Regions from separate parts of the Mus musculus genome. Here region 1 is linked to region 2. The links are chromatin contacts, called in public HiChIP or PLAC-seq maps. All regions are on one chromosome and are shown on one strand. Each heading gives the region's core, a stretch centred on a gene start, on an enhancer-like site or on the middle of the called end of the contact. The rest is flanking DNA. Distances are from core to core; before and after follow the strand shown. Region 1 overlaps Gm51701 (a long non-coding RNA gene). Region 2 overlaps Gm39469 (zinc finger protein 431-like).

Region 1 (3,650 bases), core at 981-3,480, 350 kb before region 2:
AGTTTCTGAGGCAGGGGGATGACTGTTAGTGTGTTTCTGAGGCAGGGGGATGACCCTGAGTGAGTGTGTGAGGCAGGTGGATGGCACTGATTGTGTGTGTGAGGCAGGGGGATGACTGTGAGTGAATTTCTGAGGCAGGGGAATGACTGTGAGTGATTTTCTGAGGCAGGGGGATGACCATGAGTGAGTGTGTGTGAATAAAATAATAAAATAAATAAAATGCAAACACAACACCAGGGCAGGCGGCCCAGTGTGGGTGTCACAGCTGTTTTTGCTCTTTGGAGTCTTTTGTTTATTCCTGCAATTTCCGTTTTTCCCACCAGAGGGAGACTGTCGCTTTTTTAAAGGACAATTCCTTCCTTTTCGCATGTCAGGCACACAGCTCTGAGAGTTGTTGTACCTTGTTAGTCGGTTGATCTTAACTACAGTGTGTTTAAGTACAAACTACACACCAGGTTTTGAAGATAGTAGAATAAAAATGCAGACCGTCCTTTTAGTCTATATAATAAACTAGTTACATGTTAACATATGTTAGGTATGTTAAATATAGCATTAATTTAACTTATTCCCCACATCGACTCCCCTCCCCTCATCGCTCAGAGATTGAACCCTGGGCCTTGCGTATACTTGCAAATACTCTACCATCGAGTTACACCCTTTATCTATTTTAGATGTTTAACGACAGTGTGTCTAGAAAAGGATTTAAAAGTACATATGTGACTGATTTAATATTTCTATCAGATAGTGGCTCTTCCCAGTGTCAAACCCCAAAGTAACTCTGAAGACCATCAAGGATCCAAGGCATCCGTTTGAAGAGGAGCAGGTGGAGAGGAGACTGTGGTGGAGACCGGCCAGCAACACAACCCCACTTAACCCACAATGGGCTCTGGAGTTTTCTTTACTGACACCTTGCGTGTCATTTCTTCCTCTTTGGTGCTGGAATTCTCGGGTTCCACAGAAGGCTCCGGGCTTATATTATTTCACTTGATCAGCAAGGTTCACCATCCCAGGTCTCTCTTGACCTTGAAGACTGGCAGTGGGCTACTTAGAACTTTTGGCTTCCTTTTTTTGTTTGTTTGTTTTTTGTTTTTCGAGACAGGGTTTCTCTGTGTAGTCCTGGCTGTCCTGGAACTCACTCTGTAGACCAGGCTGGCCTCGAACTCAGAAATCCGCCTGCCTCTGCCTGGGTGCTGGGACCAAAGGCGTGCGTCACCACGCCCCGGCGATGTGGCTTTCTTTTCTAAAACCCTTTGACTCGCTCAATTCACTTGTGCCTGGGGATTATAGTGACTCTTAACGGAATGTGTTCAAGGATGAAAAGACAGAACCAGTAGGACTGGCTGGTTGTTACTCAGTAGCCATCACATTCTGCTTCCTCCCGAGAGCTCAAATAGCCTGTAGCCCCGCCTGTGCAGGGGTGATTGACATTCATATGACCAGTGAGTAACTGGATATCGTGTGCATTTCAAAAGCTCCCTTAGCACCTATTCAAGAGTAACCTCGCGAATCAACAACGGGGGACCTGTGAGGCAAGGTCAGAGTTGTAGGCAGTGATCCTCGGTGCGAGGCCGGCCCCACAGCCCTCGTTGGGCACAGCTGGCAGCACTGTAGCTGTGAGAGTCAGTGGTCATTTCACGTGTGGCGCCAGTGGAGGTCCAGTGGCACAGGGACTTGAGTCAATTATTTTGTTTAGGTGGAGAGAACCGTGCATGTGGAGGCAGATGTTTCCCCAAGCAAGGGAAAACAGAATCTGGGTCACTTCTGTTCTCAGAGATTGCCAGTGAGAGGAGCTGAGCTGGTGGCCCATCCATCTTGCTTGGGAATGGCTTCAGTGTCCCCCAACCTGACCTCTCTCATCTGCAGTCAATTGAAGAACTGGTGAACGATCAGCCTTTGCTCTGGGGTCCCACTGTGCGTCCTCTGTTGCTGTCTCTGAGCTTACTTTTCATTTGCATGATGAGCATATTACATATAAATAGTAAAAATCACCATGGGACATCAGGACTTAAACAGGAAGCATGTATTGTGTCATACAGTCTTGTGTGTTGGGAATTTGAGACATCTTAGTGGGGTCGTTTCACTACAGTCTCTCTCGGACGAGGGAGAACGTCTACTCCGTCATTAGGAGATTTGGCTGGAGGTGGGGCTTAATTGCTTTCAGGTGTTCATGCCTCCGGCTGCTCGCAGAGACCTCACTTCCTCATCTCACGAGTCTCTCCACTACTGCCTCAGAGTCCTGTGACATGACCGCAAGCAACAGCAATGCGTGACAGCAAGACAGTAAACTTCTTTCTATACTCTAAGGTCAGCCTGACTCAAGGAAATGACTACCAGGAAGTCTAAGCTACCGTGGACCATCATGAACGCTATGAACACAGTGGACTAATATCAGTTCTGTTCATTGAATCCCAATGTTTTTCATTTGTTTGTTTTGAGACAGGGTGTCCTAGGCTGGCTTCAAACCGCTACTGCTCCCTGAGTGCTGGAACTAAACCACATTTGGTTTGTGCAGTGCTGAGGATGGAACTCGGGGCTCTGCTGGTAATAGACAAGCACTCTACCAACCGAATTACATCAACAGTCCCATTGTGAGGCTTTGTGTACATACTCTGTGTTAGACTCCCCCCTCCCCCCACTATGACACATAGTGAAATGTGTTCTGAGAGGAACAAATTAAAGAGAGAATTTGTTTTGGGTCACAGTTTCAGATGCTTAGTTCCTGACCCTTTGCCGTGTTTCTAGATCTTCAGTGAGGTGGAACACCGTGGTGGCAGGAGTATACGGCAGATACTGTTCACCCCATAGTGGCCAGAAGTCAAAGAAGGAGACAGGAAGGACACAAAGGGGAAGGGGTAAAAGATACATCCTTCAGGGGCACACCCTAAACGACCTGCTTCTCTTATCTGGATCCCACTTCCTGTTTTGGCTGTCTCCTAAGAATGCTCTCATATTACGAATCTACCAAGGAAGGAGTCCAGGATCTGAAGGTTCCAATTCCTTCTCAAATGCCCATTGTCTCGACACCTAAGATTCTGTAGTGTCTGTTTGTGGAAGGCATTTCGTATTCAAACCTTAAAGCCACTGCAGAGCAAACCCACAGTCAGAGGGTGTGGTTGCTAAAAACAGCCGCTAAGGGGACTGCTGGAGCTGGGCTCTGAGGAGGAAGTACCACAAAGGGCTCAGGGACAGACAACTAAGAAGTTTCGAAGCTAGTGTCTTCTAGCTTTCTCTGCTGTTTCCATGTGAACAAATTACGATGACTTAGGAAATCTTTCCATCGCACTTGAGTGCACACCAAAGGCTGGTTTTGATAATTCGTTAGTGTTCTCTCTAAATTTCAGGCATTCTAGAAGGTGTGGTCCAAGACGGAGACTGACACGTATTAGCACGGAGCTCCGAGACTCCAAAGGGATTGAGTGCACTTTGTGACTGTCAACAGGTTCCATTATCAAGACTTTGCAAGACTCCATGTAATTTCTCAAATCTTGTATTGATTCCTTAAAATAGTCACACAGAGGAAGTTTTATGAATTTTTGATGTTTTTGTAATGATAAAGTACTTTTTAAAAATAGAAAATGGGGTTTCTTTTTTGTAGCCCTGGACATCTGGAACTTACTATGTATATCAGGCTAGAATATGCATAAAATTTG
Region 2 (3,541 bases), core at 139-2,638:
ATACACTCTTTGAATGTCCAAAGTCTCTTCTGACACTTAAGACAATCTCTTGATTGTCCCATCTTATAAAATCAGAAATCAAGCTATATCTTTCCAACATATAACAGAACAGAATATCCCTTCCCATTCCAATATAGAGGAATGTGTACATAATGAGGAAAGACTGGACTAAAGCCAGAAACACAGTAGGGCAAACAACAAATCCTGCAGACCTGCCTCAGACACATCGGGCCTCAGTTTTAAAAGGCTTAGATTGTCTCATCCCTGCAACCTCTCATGCACCTCTTGGATAGTTTTTTTCCATTCCCTGTATACACCTCTCCGTGGCAGGTGTCTCATAGCTTAGGTATCTCAACATCTTGTGGTCTCAAAATGCAACTCAGGTTTCATCCTCACAGGTTTCTGCAATGTACTCTCACAGTAACTTTCCTCACTCAGGCTCTAAGTCTGTCAAACATAGATGGCTGGAACAGTGCAGAACTGAAATCACAGAGGAAGAATCCATGACCTTAAATTTTGCATCTTTTTTTTCTTTTTTCTTTTCAATATCACTTTACTGGTAGTGTCTGGTTTAACATGAGGCACTTGACATGAAAGGGAACCCATGCCTAACACTGCCTGGATTTCTAGGACCCTTACAGAGACATAAATGGCAATCATGGAGCCAGCATGGATCTGTGCCAGGTGCTCTGCTAATATGTTATAGCTGTTAGCTTGGTGTTTTTGTGGGACTCCTAACAGTGGGAGAAGGTGTAACCCTGATTCTTTTGCTTGATCATGAGACACTTTTCCTCCTATCACGTTGCCTTGTTCAACCTCAATGTGAAGACTTTCACCTTGTCTTTTTCTATCTTGTGTTGTTATGTTTGACTGTTCTCTTTTGGATATCTGCTCCTTTCTGAAGAGGAAATGGGGATGGGGGGTTGGATCTTAGGGAGAAGAGGATAGGAAATGGTGGGGGTAGCTAGGAGAGTGTAGGTAGGGGAAACAGTGGTCAGGATATATTGTATGAGAGAAGAATCTATCTTCAATTAAAAACTTGATTCAAGCCGGGCATGGTGGCGCACGCCTTTAATCCCAGCACTCAGGAGGCAGAGGCAGGTGGATTTCTGAGTAGGAGGACAGCCTGGTCTACAGAGTGAGTTCCAGGACAGCCAGGGCTATATAGAGAAACCCTGTCTCAAAAAAACAAAAACCAAACCAAACCAAACCAAGCCAAACCAAACCAAAACAAAAACCCTTAATTCAACATTGCTTAAATGAAAATGCAAAGAAGAAGGGAAGCAATAATGAACAAAGAAAAGGGAAATAGTGAAGACAGGGACAGTATGACAGTGACAGATACAGTACTCATTCTGTTTTTGTAGACGGTGATCATTACACAGGAGGGTGAAAACATCATCTTGGAGGCTTACTTCCTCATTCTGATAACCTAGACCTAGTCCTGAAAGTTTCTAGCCTGGGTACAATCTTATCTAGGTCTAGAATGACTTACTTAACTGCTGAATAAACTCACCGTTTCTTTTTATTTCTGAACTCTAGCTGGCTGGTCAACTCAGCTGTTCTGGCTCAAAATCTCTTCATGCTAGCTGATTCAAACTAGTTTCTTTCACTTCTGACTGAATTGTTGTACTCAGCCTCAAAAGAACTCTAGCAGTCTATTCTTATTTTCTGGCTCCTCATTCTCTGGCTTGTCCTCTCTTCACCTCTGTCTAGCTTGTTCTCTCTTTAACCGGTCTCCATAAAACTCTTTTGGTAAAACTGCCTTCTCCTCTCACCCTCTGTGATGCTTTCTCTTATTCCTCTGTCTTTTCTTGAGAGTTGGATTTTTCATATTCTGTCAGATCTTTCTCTGACTCATCATTTTGTCAATAAGACGTCACTTTCAAACACGAGTGCTTACCTCTAAAACTAACTTTACCTTCATCGTTTGGTAGCAAAGTTGTGTACTAAGGGCTGAGCCACACCACAATTAGAAACAGCTTTTTTTTTTTTTTTAAGTATATTAGACAGTCTGGGGGTTCACAATGTGATCAAATAACCTGCAATACAAGCTCATTACAAGCTCACCTTGGGTCCAGTATATATTTGTGAAATCAGAAGTTTTGCTCTCAGCAATGTGAAATATATACCATTCAGGAAACAAAAGCTTATGTTAGCTTTCACTAGTTTGGAATGTGGAATTACAGAGATTTTTGCTCATTTCCTTCCAAAGGAATACTCTTGGTTGTTTCTAAGAAAAACTAATGTTTTAATAACTATTCAAATAGTAGAAATAAATATGTGATGTTATACAAAATTGCTACATTGATTATATTATACATTAAGCACAAGTAAACTGATGTATAAAAAATGTTAAATGTTTAAACACATTCTCCAAAGCAAAAATGAAAGTGTTACCATATAAGTTATTTAACCCAGAGAAAACAAAGAGGTAAGTCTGTTATCTAAAACTATTACAAACTATGTTTGTTCAACTGGAATTTATCGTCAGTATTTAAAATCAAACAAAATGGTCAGTGAGTTTTTACTTTTTCATGCAGTATGACTAATGGCGGAAAACTCTCATAACATCCAAATAAAGACATTTTCTGCATTTTTAGTGTATAACTGTTTGCCTCTCATCTCTATCATAACTCTTGCTACAAAAAGCTTGATATTTCATTTCTCTTCTCCACATAATGTTCTAAAAGAACATTAGACAAACCCTTTGGAGAAGATTGCTTCAGCTAGATTCTGTGCTTTCTGCCCCTTATTTTCTATGGCTACCTGTAATGTAGATAAGATGGCTGCAGCTCTCATATCCAACTGACTATAAGAGTGCACTAAAGTTCAAAATGAGATGGGAGAAAGAAGTGGGTTGACACTGCTTAAGCTGCAATTACATGCTGTTTTATGACCAAATGCAACACAGACTGTGAGAGTCTTTACAAGTGCATAATCCTTTAACCACTGCTATTGTCTTCTTTCCTTTAGCACAATGTCCCCTTGAGGCACCCAGCTTGTCTTCAACAAATGAACATTGAGTTATTCTCATAGTTAGACCACCATGAATACAATTGCAATGAACATGAGAATTCTGGTACTTCTTAAAACTAATTTTAAGTGCATGGAAAACACACTGATTAAGATTGCTAGGTTCCATGGCAATTCTGTCATTTTCTTGAGAACTTGGTACAGTGGGGTTCCTTGGGTATAGTTATTATATTAAAATGTATCAGAACACATATATTAAATATGTGCAATTTTACATCAAATATAACATAACATGGTTTTAACTAATTTTGGCTGGTATCTGTGGAAAATCTCAATCTACTGCTATCAGAGTTTATTGCTAATACACAATCCCATGTCACATCCAGATTCAATGTTCAATTCTGAACCATGTTTTAGTTTTACTCTTTTTGTTTTCTGAATTAAGTCATACTTAGTAAGATATTGTTTATGTGACCCTAACAATGTATTCTGTGTCACTAAAGTCCCCTTTCTATAGATTTGTACATTATTCCCATCATTTTCAGCTTCAGACACTTAGTATAGT

Evidence for each region. HiChIP or PLAC-seq counts read pairs in DNA pulled down with a chosen protein or histone mark.
Region 1: a contact with region 2 is called in an H3K4me3 HiChIP or PLAC-seq map of bone marrow-derived macrophages, with 10 times the contacts expected there. The contact joins two enhancer-like sites. A contact is called at or near these places in 1 of 39 promoter capture datasets (the 3T3-L1 cell line), 2 of 15 datasets of contacts at CTCF or cohesin (large pre-B cells and pro-B cells), 3 of 484 Hi-C or Micro-C datasets (CD4 T cells, bone marrow-derived macrophages and nephron progenitors), 35 of 115 datasets of contacts at active chromatin or transcription factors (the 230-238 cell line, DN3 thymocytes, T-cell acute lymphoblastic leukemia and 26 more) and 2 of 9 other capture datasets (bone marrow-derived macrophages and embryonic tail).

Annotation. Positions count from the first base shown.
Region 1 is chr9:123,926,006-123,929,655 of GRCm38.p6, forward strand. It overlaps Gm51701 (a long non-coding RNA gene), which reads left to right. Exons shown (of 2, transcript XR_003948284.1): 2 at 742-2,701. Among named protein-coding and RNA genes, the nearest start is that of Gm51701, 2.7 kb to the left of the region's middle. Within about 2 kb of position 2,231, at least 175 of the 459 cell types and tissues checked have an H3K27ac peak or open chromatin away from gene starts, as enhancers often do. A contact at or near this core is called in bone marrow-derived macrophages, where this site is marked.
Region 2 is chr9:124,273,808-124,277,348 of GRCm38.p6, forward strand. The region is part of intron 1 of Gm39469 (zinc finger protein 431-like); the gene reads right to left. Among named protein-coding and RNA genes, the nearest start is that of Gm39469, 7.8 kb to the right of the region's middle. Within about 2 kb of position 1,389, at least 13 of the 459 cell types and tissues checked have an H3K27ac peak or open chromatin away from gene starts, as enhancers often do. A contact at or near this core is called in bone marrow-derived macrophages, where this site is marked.